Regions from separate parts of the Sus scrofa genome. Here all the other regions are linked to region 1. Evidence: chromatin contacts called from public Hi-C and HiChIP or PLAC-seq data. All regions are on one chromosome and are shown on one strand. The core of a region is the stretch at or near the end of the contact, and the rest is flanking DNA. Distances in the headings are between cores, read along the strand shown. Region 1 holds the start of KCTD13 (BTB/POZ domain-containing adapter for CUL3-mediated RhoA degradation protein 1). Region 2 holds the start of ALDOA (fructose-bisphosphate aldolase A). Region 3 holds the start of C3H16orf92. Region 4 holds the start of MVP (major vault protein).

Region 1 (3,048 bases), core at 149-2,648:
GGGAACCTCCATATGCCACAGGTGCGGCCCTGAAAAGACAAAAAAAAGAATGCTACCCCACTCTCCACTACCATTTTAACCTTTGTATTCTTCATAGACCTCATTGCCATCTGGAATTACATGTTTCTGTCTTCGTTTTGGTATGTTTACTTGCTTATTGTCTCTCCCTACCCCCACAAAAAAGAAAACTCCATAAGGCTCATCTTAATCAGATTCATTTACCAAACTATCTCCTACACTAACTGGCATTTTGCCAATATTCATTGAACAATAAACTCTTCACCTGCAGATATTTGAAGACTGAGCTCTGCCTCCCCAATTTCAATTTTCCTGCTCTCACAATCCTTGTTAACCTCTTCTGAATCCCCCTCCCTGGACTTTTAAGGTTCCCCTTGAGCATATGGAGCCCGAACCTGACTGCGACACACTTTGAGAAGGTAAGGTTCGCCTGCCAGAGAGAACTGTCCACTCTCCACTCTGGCGTCCCTGGCAAACCCAAAGCAGCCCTCTCCTCTGACAGTCTGTTATTTACAGATAGATTTCTAGAGTGTAGGGACCTGTGTTAGGTCCTCCAACTCTCGGGGGTGGTTGCTGGCAGTGCTGAGGTAGAAGAAACTGATGAAGGTTGCCTGGAAGGGTGCTGTTGGCACCAGGGCTGCTTCCCGAGTCTTTTGAGCTGAGGAGGAAAGAGTGGAAGAGTCCGTGGGGAGCAGTAATGAAAATTTGGTCCTAACATGTTGAGAATTTGCTGGTTACTACTGCTGGGTGTAAAGACCGAGGGAGGAAGGGGATGAAGAATGAGAAAAGGGAGGTGCCATGGGATGTAGGGGATGGAAGAAGTGAGAATGAGTTGACTGGACGGCAAGAGAGAAGGGGCGTGAGAAGACTGGGCGAAGAAAGACTGGGAGAAAAGGGAGACGGGGATCTGGAGGAGGCAGGACAGTAAGCAAGGGCGGCTCGCGTACCTCCGGCGTCAGTGAGCACCTCCGCGCGGCCGCTGAACATGGCCTTGAGCATGGTGTCCTGTCCCGTGAGGGTGCGCAGCGTGGTGTAGTGCAGCGAACCGCCCACGTTTAGTTTCACATACTTGCTGTTCGGGGTCAGGGGCTTGAGACCGTAGGCGGCGGAGCCAGGCTCGAGACCCGCGGGCTTAGGAACTTCCAGGGACTGGGCCTCCGCCGCTGCGGGGCCAGACGCCTCGGCCGACATGCCTGGTGGCGGCGGCGGGCGACGATCCTTGGTTGTCTCCGCACCCTCCGGCCGCTCCCAGAGACCCCGGGACCCGAGCCCTTGGGCCGGACCGCTGGGCCCGCACGCCCCTAAGCCCCGCCGCTACTTAGTGACACTGGCCCTCTGGATCATCGCGCCGGAACCGCCCGGAAGCCGGGCGAGAACTGCGCAGGCGCGTCAAGGTCCCGCCCCCGACCTCGCGCGGCCGGGAGGGAGGAGCATGCGTGGTGGCGGTGGGCTGGCAGAGGGAGTCGAGCGCGGGCTGCGGGAGGGCGGGGCGCCGCGTGAGGTGTGTTCAGGTCGCCTGTCCGGGAGACTCGAAGTAGGGCTCTTGGCCACCTGCCTGTGTGGAAAACACTGCCCCCTTCGCGTATCTCCACTCTCAGGGTGCTTCATGGGCGTGAAGGGGAAGGGGCCCAGAGAGGCAAGGGGTTGGGGCACAGTTTCCCGCCTCCCGGCCCCGCGCATTTGACAGCTGCGAACGAAAGCCCCAAGGGGAGCTCTTAAGGGAGGCCAGACGGAGGTGGCCTCCCAGAGGAGGTGGCAGTAATGCTAGGTAGGGCATGCAGGATGTGAATAGATGAGGTCGTCCGTTGACGAGCGCTTCTCTGAGGAAGTGATACTGAGCTGAAGCTCAGAAGAGACGCCTATGTGGAGGCGGAGGGCAGAGAGTTCCAAGAAGAGCCCGGGGCAAATACAAAGACCCGTAAACCAGACACACTTGGCATATTTAACAGGCAGAAAGAAGGTCAGGGGTGGCTAGAGCAACCTGGACAAGGGTTTTAGAATCCCAGCCTATGTCGTGAGACACCCAACCTTGGAAGAAAGAAATAAGCTAGGAAAACGTTGCTGGTAAAGTGTGGCGAGAAGTGTTTGAATCTGATCTCATCTGCATTCTGTTGAGAGGCTGATACCTGGGACATTTAACAGTCGATCTGAATGTCTAGCAGGAGAATCTGCTGGAGGGAAAATGAAGCATGAAGCTGTAGTTCTGCCTGGCCATCAGTTCACCGGCAGTGTTACTTCTCTCTGGGCTTGTTTGGTTTCTTTTCTGCTGAGTGACGTGTGCAAATGTAAATGGCAGGGGCTAGGTAGGAATGTAAATGAGTGGAATGAACCAGTTACAAGGTATTAGGGAGTAACAGGGCCTGTGTTAGCCTGGAGAGCCCATGTTTTACCCAAAGGGCAATATTGTCAATTCTGATTTTTCAAGTGTAGCTGGTGAGAAAGAGAAAAGCAGCTCATGACAACTGGGACCCAGTTTTCACTATTCCTTCAGAAGCCTCTGTTGCTATGAGGGGGCCTGACACTATAAGCTAGGCTATGATGTTGCCCTGTTGAGCATAAACAATTTTATAGGACACCAGCTTCAGAAAAAACTCCTCTCTGATGAATTGAAAGACTGTTCCATAATCATAATTGAACACGAAAACAGGAACATTGTCCAGACCACAAAAATGACCAATGGTGACCTTTTCCATCACAGTCTGAGTGACGGCTGCTTCTTTACCAAGTCCAGCTTTAGCCCTGATCCATTCCTCCTAACTTCTAGATAAGAATTATTAAGATAACCAAAAAGAAGGAGCTCCCATTGTGGCTCAGTGAGTTAAGAACCCAAACTGTATCCCTGAGGATGCTGGTTTGATCCCTGGCCTTGCTCAGTGGGTTAAAGATCCGGTGTTTTCTTCTCTTCTTCTTTTTTCTTTCTTTCTTTCTTTCTCTCTTTTTTTTTTTTTTGTCTTTTTAGGGCCACACCTGTGGCATTCAGAAACTCCCAGGCTAGGGGTCGTATCAGAACTCTAGCTGCTGGCCTATGCC
Region 2 (3,048 bases), core at 318-2,817, 100 kb after region 1:
CATAGAATCAGTAAGTACTCAAGGCCAAGCTAACTGCTAGGGCTTAAGATATGAAGATGAGGAGTTCCCATTGTGGCTCAGTGGTTAACGAAGCCAACTAGGAACCATGAGGTTGTGGGTTCGATCCCTGGCCTCACTCAGTGGGTTAAGGATCTGGCGTTGCCTCGAGCTGTGGTGTAGGTCGCAGACTCAGCTCAGATCCCACATTGCTGTGGCTCTGGCGTAGGCCAGCGGCTACAGCTCTAATTGGACCCCTAGCCTGGGAACCTCCATATGCCCCGGGTGCAGCCCTAGAAAAAAAAGACATGAAGATGAATCAGGGGAGTTCCTGTTGTGGCTCAGTAGGTTAAGGACCCAATGTTGTCTCTGTGAGGATGTGTGTGCATTTGATCTCCGGCCTTGCTCATTGGGTTAAGGATCCAGTGTTGCTGTGGCTGTGTTGTAGGCTGGCAGCTGCAGCTCTGATTCAACCTGTGGCTTGTGAACTTCCATATGCCACAGGTGCAACCATAAAAAGAAAAGAAAAAAAAAAAAGGTGAATCAGGGAGTTCCGGTCGTAGATTAGTGGGTTAAGAATCTGGGAGTTCCCGTCGTGGCGCAGTGGTTAATGAATCTCACTAGGAACCATGAGGTTGCGGGTTCGATCCCTGGTCTCGCTCAGTGGGTTACGGATCCGGCATTGCCGTGAGCTGTGGTGTAGGTCGCAGACGTGGCTCAGATCCTGCGTTGCTGTGGCTGTGGTTGTGGCTGGCAGCTGCAACTCTGATTCGACCCCTAGGCTGGGAACCTCCATATGCCGCGGGTGCGGCCCTAGAAGACAAAAAGACAAAAAGAAAAAACACAAAATCCGATGTGGGTGGAGCAAACCACTTTGATGGTGATGTGAGGGTTGAAGAGACCAGATGATGAATCTTAAGTTTGGGCACTGGACTTCACGCTTTGGCTCAGTGGGTTAAAAATCCCACTGCAGCAGCTCGTGTAGCTTCGGAGGTGCAGTTTCGATCCTCTGTGGTAGGTCGCAGCTATAGCTGGGATTCAATCCCTGGCCTGGGGAATTTACATATTCCCCCGAGTGCTGCCATAAAATAAAAAATAAAAAAACGCTGTTAATAAAAGTGAGTGCGATGAGGTTGAAACAATATTGAGGATAGTTCTATACAATTAAGAAGTAGCTTTGACTTTTACAGTATCCGTGGGAGGATACTGTTTCTCCTCGGTTTACACTGGAATAACACGGATTCTTCGAGGCATAGTGACTTAGCCGAAGTCACATAGCCAGTTGATGGTATAGCCCGGGGGTTCAATCTTCCCTTTGTAGCACACAGCGCACAATGAGGATCCGACTTAGGCGGGTATCTGCGGGAACTCCCCATTTCTATTCTGTAACTGCGGGAAAGCTCAGGGGACCCCAACTAAAAAGAAGAGCTGGTGACCAAAGAAGATCGCGAAGGGGAAGCGCGGGGTGGAGAAGGAGTTTTGGGTCTGAGCGGCCGCCGTAGGAGCGGCGCTCTGATCTCCATAGCAACCGCGAGAAGCAGCGGGAGGCTTCTGGGCGGTGCAGCGGCCTCGGCGGATTGGATCAAGCAAAGCGCGGAATCCGTGAACTGCCCGCCGCCCCGAGGGCGCAGGTAAAGCCGTTAGGTCGATGGAGGGAGCCCGGGGTTGGGGGAAAACAGGGGTGTGGTCTGGGTCGGGCAGGGCTTTCGAAGGTGGTGCCGCTCCGAATCCCCCGACCCGATCCCCACTGTGCCGACCAGGGACCATGGTTGGGCCTCAGTTTCCCCAAACCGGAACTGGGAGGTGGAGAAGGGGCACCCCAGCCTAGTGGCCCCTCTCAGTCTCTGAGCCCAGGACTTTCTCTCCTCTGCAGCTCCTGGACCGAGCGGCGCTATCCTGCCCCATGGACGTGAGTCCTAGGCCCCTTAGCCCTGTCTGGAGCGGCTCCCTCAGAGGCGTCAACTCACCCTGACTTTTCCTACCTTGGAGCTTGCACTGGAGAGGGATTTTTTTTACCCGACATAGATACTCCCAGTTGAGGACCAGAGCTGTGAGAGTGTGCAGGGTCGGCCTTCCCAGGAAAAGGCGCATGCCACTCTGGCAAGATGAGGAGCTGGCCAAGCAATCCAGAGGAAAGGGCATCCCAGGCAGAGGGAACAGCCTGGTCAGAGAGACGTGGGCCTGAGAGAGAGGATATAGGGCCTTTAAGGGAACTGCTAGGACTTCAGTATGGCTGGAGTGCCATGGGGACAGAAGGAGAGATAGGCAGCATTTGATTGGGGCTTTTGTCGCTGAGATAAGTTGAGACTGAGTCAGTGGGAGCCATTGATGGATTGTAAGGGGGTGTGGGGAGGAGATACACAAGACAGCTGGTGTGGAAAGGGGCACAGTTGCAGGTTGCAAGGCAGTTAGGGGCCAGTTCTGTGGGTTGAGGGATGGGAAAGTAGTGCAAAGGAAGCAGACCCGATAGATCTGTTTGGGGAGGCAGCCTGAAAGGAAGAGCAATAAGTCCCATTGACTTCCTGTCACCCGGTGGCTCTTCCTCCACTTTTCCCAGCCACGTCCAGCGTCGTCCTGGTATTTGTGTGTCCTTGCAGCCCCTCCGCACCTCCTTGTCACCCCTTCCTCCTGTGCTGTCCAGGCCTCCTCTAGCCCGTGGAATCCAACCCCGGCTCCTGTCAGCAGCCCCTCCCTGCTGCTCCCCATCCCCGCCGTCGTCATCATTGCTGTGGGCATCTATTTGTTGCTGCTGGGCCTGGTGCTGCTGACTAGGCACTGCCTGCTGGTGAGGGGCCTGGTGGGGGCCGAAGGGTGGGCCCTGAGGAAGAGGAAGCTGGTCATTTTGGCCCCCAACTGCAGGCCCTTACCATGAGACCCCTTTCCCCTTTAATCCCCGCATCCATCCCATCCCTGTCCCCAGCTGAACCTTCCCCTGCCCCTCTCCCCCAAACTGAGTCTTGGCTGTCCCTCCCCGCCTGCCGCCTGGCCTGGATCCTGAACCCTGCCTTCTCCTAGACTCAGCGCTGCTGCACAGACTGCAGCCCCCCCTGC
Region 3 (3,048 bases), core at 203-2,702, 81 kb after region 1:
CCACCACCGCCTTTTTTCTCTCTGAGCCGCTTCCTTGTTTAGGAAGTAGAAGCTAACTCTGACCAGTTAGTTCCTGGAAGGGCGAGGAGAATGGGTGGGTGGTCCCTGAGGATCAGAAAGCTGAGGGGTGGGGACCCAGTGGAGGTAAGAGCCAAGGACCTCACACGCACGCATGCCACAGACACCTGCCTGGTGTGGGGCACACCACTGAACTGGGGCTGCTGAACAGGCATCTGTGTAGTGAAACCCAGGAGACCCTGAAGTGTCCTTGGGCTTGGGGGAGGCGTGACTCATGTGGGACAGACAGGCCTGCCTGCCAATCAGAGGGGAGCTAACTCAGCCACTGAGCCATAGGAATGAAAGTGGCTGTTGAGAGAAGTGGCAAGGGAAAAGCAGAAACTAGAAAGAGGAAATGGGATGGCCCTTAGGGAAGAGAGGGGAGCCTGTGAAGGCTCTGTGCATGACCAAGGGACCTGCCCTGAGATGGGCCGGGGACTTCCTCTGACAACCCCCTGCTGGCCATTCACCCCAGCGATACCTTTTCCTGCAGCGCCTGATACAACCTGTGGGAAGAGGCGGGAGGACCTGGAGTCGGGGAGCTGTGCCTTCCTTGGGCTAGAACATGGGAATGGCAGGCAGGCGGCACTGCTGCCACCTAGTGGAAATGCCTGTTATTTCGCTGGTTCTAACCCCAAGGTTGTCCTTCAGCTGAGCCCTAAGACTGGGTTTGGGGGATGGGGTAGACCCCTGCCCCTGCATTTGGGGACACAAGGCAAGAGGGAACCTCAGGGAAGAAAAGACACACCCTTGGGAGATGTGTGTGGCCCACATCACTGCCCCTCTGTGCCTTGGTCCCCTTTTCTGTAAGATGAGGTCAGTAGTACCTACCTCACGGGATTTTACGACGTTTAAATGAATCAGTCCATGTAAAGTACTTGGCATAGTAGCACATGCTCAAGAAATGCTACCTGTGGTCAATCCAAGGGGTAACCGGAAATGTTTAGCCCTGTTCCCTAGCCCCGACTACCACCATCAAATCTACAGGGCCTGCTAGACAAATATAGATTTCCTGGCTTTCATCACGAATGCCCCACTGAGTTCCTATTTGTAAATCCTGGGGCTCCTACTGTTCTATCATCAGCATCAACCCAAAGGCTCTGTGGGTCCCAACCTCTCTTCTCCTCTGATTCCGGGGCTTGGGGGGGAGGGTCCCAGATCCCAGCACTTTCTCTCTCCCCTCACCCCAGGCTGTGTGATCAGAATGGCTCTGGGCTGTGACATCACAGAGCCCTCAGCCATCACAGGAGTGGAGGGGTGATGAGGCCATGGCAGTGGGTGTGGGTGTGGATGTGGCTGGTTGGGCTGGGGACCGTAGCACCAGGTGGGATGGTGCCCTGGGAACAGTGGGCAGGAGGAAGGCTAAGGTGGGGGGGAGGGGGTCAGGGCCCCTGAGAGGCTGGGAGGCCAGGCCCGGCCTTTGTTCGCCACGCTTCTCTCCCATCCTCCCTGCCCAGTGTGGGCCTCCTCCAGGAGAGCTTAGCTGACCCTCAAGAAGTTCCTAGAATAAAATCAAGCCCCTCCACAGCTGCACTAAGGCCATGTGACCTGACAGGGCCCTGGGTCTGCCTCAGCCTCTTGGGTGGGGGACAGGGGTCCACTTGGCTCTTTCATAGACTTTGCTCTGGGTCCCCAGCGCCCAGCCCGGAAAAGGTCAAGGCCTTGGCCCAGAGAGCAGAGTCTCCGTTCTTCCTAGACAGACCTGATTTCTTTGATTACCCAGACTCGGACCAAGCCAGGCTCCTGGCCGTGGCCCAGTTCATTGGCGAGAGACCTGTCATCTTTGTTAACTCAGGTATGAACCAGCTTAAGAAGGGGCTGCCCTCCTCGCCAGGGCCTGGAGGACCGCTGCCTTTGGCCTTTCCATCGGAGGTCAGTCCGGGGGCCCCTGTCTCCCCCTGTCTAGCAGGTTCTGACTCCAGTTTCTTCCATCATATTCTGGTGGGTGCTCTGGTGGCGGCCTTCTTCTTCCTGCTTTTCCAGTTCTGCACACACATGTAAGGCCTGCCCCCTCCCACCACCTCTGCCTTCCTTGGGAAGAGGCCAGAGGACCCAAAATCCCAGGGTTTGGGGGTGGGGGGCTGCGTGACCTCCCATCTCTGATCTCCACACCCCATAGGAGCTGCCACAAAGGGGCCTAAAAAGCTGGACGAGGGCCCCGGACTCTGCCCTGAGTGCCCTCACTGGCCCTCCTCTCCTGCAGATGAATAAAAGTCCTTGCTTCTTTCTGCCTGACTGCTCAGTGACCAGCCAGGGGGTCCTGCCCGGTCCTGTGGTCATCAGGCTTTCTATCCCCAGGCACCCCTCCCTTTCCAGCCCAAAGAACTGGGTGACCAGGGCCTTGGTGGCGTTCACGCGGATCGACTTTATTAGCGGTCTGTAAAGCACCTCTCAGGGTCCCCCGACCCCAGAATGGAGGAAGCCTAGAGAGGTCTGTAGCACCAGGGACATGCCAGGGCCCGAGGGCAAGATGTGCAGCCTAAACCGGGGAAGGGACCAGGCACCCCTCCCGCCTGCCCGCAGGGTTGCTCAGCACTGGGAAGGCTGGGGGGGCGGTAGCAGCCACCTCCCTCCCCCACCCCGACAAATGAGTTTGAATTTGGATGAATAAATAAAATAAATAAGATTCCTCAGGCTGGCCTCCCCTGGAGAGGAGCTGTGGGGACAGCCACAGGCTTTAGATAGGGTGTCCCCCCACACCTCCTAGATGACAGGGAGCTGAGAGGAGTTTGCAGCAGGGGGGCTGGGATGGCCTTGGCAGCAGGGCCTCCCCCATGATTCTTTGAGTCCTGGTCCCTCAGTCTCCCCAGCCTCAAGCCCGAAGAGGTGTGACTTTTCCTCTTCCTTCGCTTCTCCAGGGTCCCGGGGAGGTGATGGAGAAAGGGGTTTGCAGGAGCGGGTCTGCCCTCAGCTGAGGCACTGTGGGAAGCGGTCCCCTCTCCAGGCCTTCCATCTCACCGAGTCCCTGCCCTCGGCCCCTGAGGGGACAAG
Region 4 (3,048 bases), core at 206-2,705, 85 kb before region 1:
TCTCTCTTTCAAAACATAAGTCAGCTCAAATCTGTTTTAAATTTTTTTAAATTATTATTATTTTATTTTTAGGGCCTCAAGTGTGGCAAATGGAGGTTTCCAGGCTAGCGGTCCAATTGGAGCTGCAGCCCCTGGCCTACACCACAGCAACACGTGATCCGGCCACATCTGCGACCTACACCACAGCTCACGGCAACACTGGATCCTTAACCCACTGAGCAAGGCCAGGGATCGAACCTGCAACCTCATGGTTCCTAGTAGGATTTGTTGCTGCTGTGCCACGACAGGAACTCCCAATTCTGTTTTAAATTCTCCGAAGGAGGAGTTCCTGCTTGGTGCAGTGGATTAAGAATCTGATTGCAGTGACTTGGTTCACTGGAGAGGGACGGGTTCAATCCTGGGCCTGGTGCTCTGGGTTAAAGGATCGGGCGTAGCCTCAGCTGTGGTTTGGATTCAGTCCCTGAACTTCCATGTGCCATGGCTGCGGCCGTTAAAAAAAAAAGGAGTTCCCATTGTGGCTCATCGGAAATGAACCCAACTAGTATCCACGAGGATGCGGGTGTGATCCCTGGTCTTGCGCAGTTGGTTAAGGATCCGATGTTGTTGTGAGCTGTGGTGTAGGTCGCAGATGTGGCTTGGATCCCGAATGGCTGTGGCTGTGGTATAGGCTGGCAGCTGTAGCTTTCAACCCCTAGCTTGGGAACTTCCATGTCCTGCACGTGCAGCGGTAAAAAGCAAAAAAAAAAAAAAGTCTTCCAAAGGATTTTATTGCTGGGGTGTAAGAGCTTATCAAAATGAGAATCCAGGAGTTCCCATCGTTGCTCAGTGGTTAATGAACCCAACTCTCATCCATGAGGACACAGTTTCCATCCCTGGCTTTGCTAAGGATCCCAGCATTGCCAAGGCTGTGGTGTCGGCCGGCAGCTACAGCTCTGATTCGACCCCTCGCCTGGGAACCGCCATATACCGTGGGTGCGGCCCTAAAACAATTTAAACAAAGAGAATCCAACACACACACTGTGCCCCCACCAAGGCTTCCATTTAAACAAAGAGATCCGTACCCCTTATCGTGATCTGTGAGTCATTTCTTGGGCCTCATCTTTCCTGTCTCCCCCAGTTCTGCATTTGCCCTTGAGCAGACCTCCCCGTTCCTGCCCTGGGGCTTTTGCACTTGCTGGTGCCTGCCTGGGCTGCTCTTCCTAGGTCTTCACATTACCTGCCCCTTCTCATACGTCCAGCCTTCACGGCCCACCCCATCTGAGGCCCCAGCCCTACACCACAGCCCCTCCAGGACAGGCCTAGAAGTCGCTCTGTTTCCCGAGCTCCTCAAGTGAGTCATAAGATCCCAGGAAGGTCCGGGGCACAGAACCTCAGTCGCGCCCACATTTCTCTCCTTCCCCTTCTGCAGGAAGCTCAGCCCGGAGCCAGAAACGGGAGGCCCGCCTGGACAAGGTCCTCTCGGACATGAAGCGGCACAAGAAGCTGGAGGAGCAGATCCTCCGGACCGGCAGGGACCTCTTCAGCCTGGACGCAGAGGACGCCAGCCCCCCCAGCCCCGCGCTCCGGGCCTCGGGAAGTAGCCTCTTCCCCAGGCAGCGCAAGTACTGAGCGCCTCTGCCTTTAGGGTGCAGAGTCCTGACCTGCTGGCCCTCCCTCCCTACCCCGGGGGCGCTGGGGCACCTGGGAGGAGCAGAGACCCTGCGAACTCCCAACACAGCACCTTACCAGAAAGAGGACATGTGTATGTGTGTGTGTGTTTTCTATGGAACCGTTGTTTGGACACCTGGGCTGAATTTTCTGAATCTAAAATAAAAAAAGAAAAGTAGCAGGTTATCTTCTCTTTAGAGGAGGTACTGCCGCTGGAGCACACGCAGGCCTGGAGAGGCAGAGTCGGACCCACCCTGATGGGAAATGCCAGCCAGAGGGGGGAGAAGCCAACTCAGCACCACCCCCCCCCCCCCCCGCCGCCGCCCTAGGCCTTGGACCCCCTCCTAGTTTCATTCCAGCGCTGCCAGCTGGCTCTGAGGCGGGCATTCCTGAGCACTGAATGAGCTGCAGTGCCTTCAGCTGCAGTGAAAGCCTCCCACAGGAGAGAAACAAACCCAAAAAACTCAACGAGAACCAGCTGCAAGGGCCCTTTAAATGCCCAAGCCCCACCCCTGCGCCTGGCCTGCCCTGCCGGGAAGTGATCCCTAGGGCTGGGTGAAGGCGGCTCCCTCTCCGAGCTGAGGCGTCAGCTGCAGCCAGCCACACTTCTGGATGTAAGTACTCCGTCCTGGCTCCCAAAGCCCCAAACCAGCTGGCGGGCCCTTGTCCCCCACCCCCAAGACCTCTCCCTAGCTCTGTCCTGCCTTCGCCGACTCGCGTGGGCTGGGGCAGGTGGCTTTAGAACTAGAGCCGGGAGAAGGTGGGTGGAGGCTTGGCCTTGGGAGATACCGCTGGCCTTGTTTTTTCGGGCTTCTGAAGGCAAAAGGCAACTCATCTGACCCCTCGCCAAACCCCATCTCAGGCCTCTCGGACTTTGAGCTCCCACATCCGCAGTAGGGGCAGGGGAAGCTTCACGGGTCCGTTCACACCCCCTCCTGGACTGAGACTGGTCCCTGCTGTCCTCATCTTTTCCCTCCCCCTGGGGACCTGGGCTCTGGTCGCTCCCCTTGAGCTCTTAGAACGCGCCCCCCGTGGAGGTTCCTCAACCCTGCAAACGCTGAGGTTTCCACCACTACCCCCCTCGGCTCTGCGCACGGCGGGCCTTGCAGTTCATTTGAGAGGTCGTCGGCAGAGTAATCTTCAGATAGGCTTGATTTCTAGAAGGCATAGATGAGGAAGGTGCTTTTTCCTCTTCGGGACAGGGAAGTGAAAACAGGCAGCTCTTTTGGACCTGCCAGCCCAGTGACTCTGGAGACCTCAGAAGCATGGAGCGTTGGGGGATGGTAGTTGAGGCAGGTGCCCCGTTTTCTCTTCCTGTTTGGGTGGGCCCTTAGAATTTATGGGGGGGGGTGTCGCAAAGGGTGCCAGGTGACTCCTAGAAACTTTTGCCTGTCTCCACCC

The links. Hi-C and Micro-C count contacts between places; a contact is called where the count stands out from the background. HiChIP or PLAC-seq counts read pairs in DNA pulled down with a chosen protein or histone mark.
Region 2: a contact with region 1 is called in a Hi-C map of liver, with 6 times the contacts expected there. The contact joins the promoter of ALDOA here to the promoter of KCTD13 in region 1. A contact is called at or near these places in 2 of 5 promoter capture datasets (fetal liver and liver), 3 of 47 Hi-C or Micro-C datasets (embryonic fibroblasts, heart right ventricle and liver) and 1 of 2 datasets of contacts at active chromatin or transcription factors (alveolar macrophages).
Region 3: a contact with region 1 is called in an H3K27ac HiChIP or PLAC-seq map of alveolar macrophages. The contact joins the promoter of C3H16orf92 here to the promoter of KCTD13 in region 1. A contact is called at or near these places in 1 of 5 promoter capture datasets (liver), 2 of 47 Hi-C or Micro-C datasets (mesenteric adipose tissue and retroperitoneal adipose tissue) and 1 of 2 datasets of contacts at active chromatin or transcription factors (alveolar macrophages).
Region 4: a Hi-C map of skeletal muscle shows a contact between it and region 1, with 6 times the contacts expected there. The contact joins the promoter of MVP here to the promoter of KCTD13 in region 1. A contact is called at or near these places in 3 of 47 Hi-C or Micro-C datasets (embryonic fibroblasts, liver and skeletal muscle) and 1 of 2 datasets of contacts at active chromatin or transcription factors (alveolar macrophages).

Annotation. Positions count from the first base shown.
Region 1 is chr3:18,140,191-18,143,238 of Sscrofa11.1, forward strand. KCTD13 (BTB/POZ domain-containing adapter for CUL3-mediated RhoA degradation protein 1) reads right to left here and starts at 1,399. Exons shown (of 6, transcript XM_021086431.1): 1 at 966-1,399. The coding sequence starts at 1,209.
Region 2 is chr3:18,244,469-18,247,516 of Sscrofa11.1, forward strand. It overlaps ALDOA (fructose-bisphosphate aldolase A), which reads left to right and starts at 1,568. Exons shown (of 15, transcript XM_021087997.1): 1 at 1,568-1,628; 2 at 1,871-1,906; 3 at 2,639-2,782; 4 at 3,013-3,048. It overlaps LOC110260082, which reads right to left and starts at 2,062. Exons shown (of 4, transcript XM_021088012.1): 1 at 1,980-2,062. The coding sequence starts at 2,020.
Region 3 is chr3:18,221,471-18,224,518 of Sscrofa11.1, forward strand. It overlaps C3H16orf92, which reads left to right and starts at 1,453. Exons shown (of 2, transcript XM_021088372.1): 1 at 1,453-1,852; 2 at 1,967-2,058. The coding sequence starts at 1,453. The coding sequence ends at 2,058.
Region 4 is chr3:18,055,093-18,058,140 of Sscrofa11.1, forward strand. MVP (major vault protein) reads left to right here and starts at 1,456. Exons shown (of 15, transcript XM_021086424.1): 1 at 1,456-2,261. It overlaps PAGR1 (PAXIP1-associated glutamate-rich protein 1), which reads left to right. Exons shown (of 3, transcript XM_013987719.2): 3 at 1,409-1,828. The coding sequence ends at 1,608.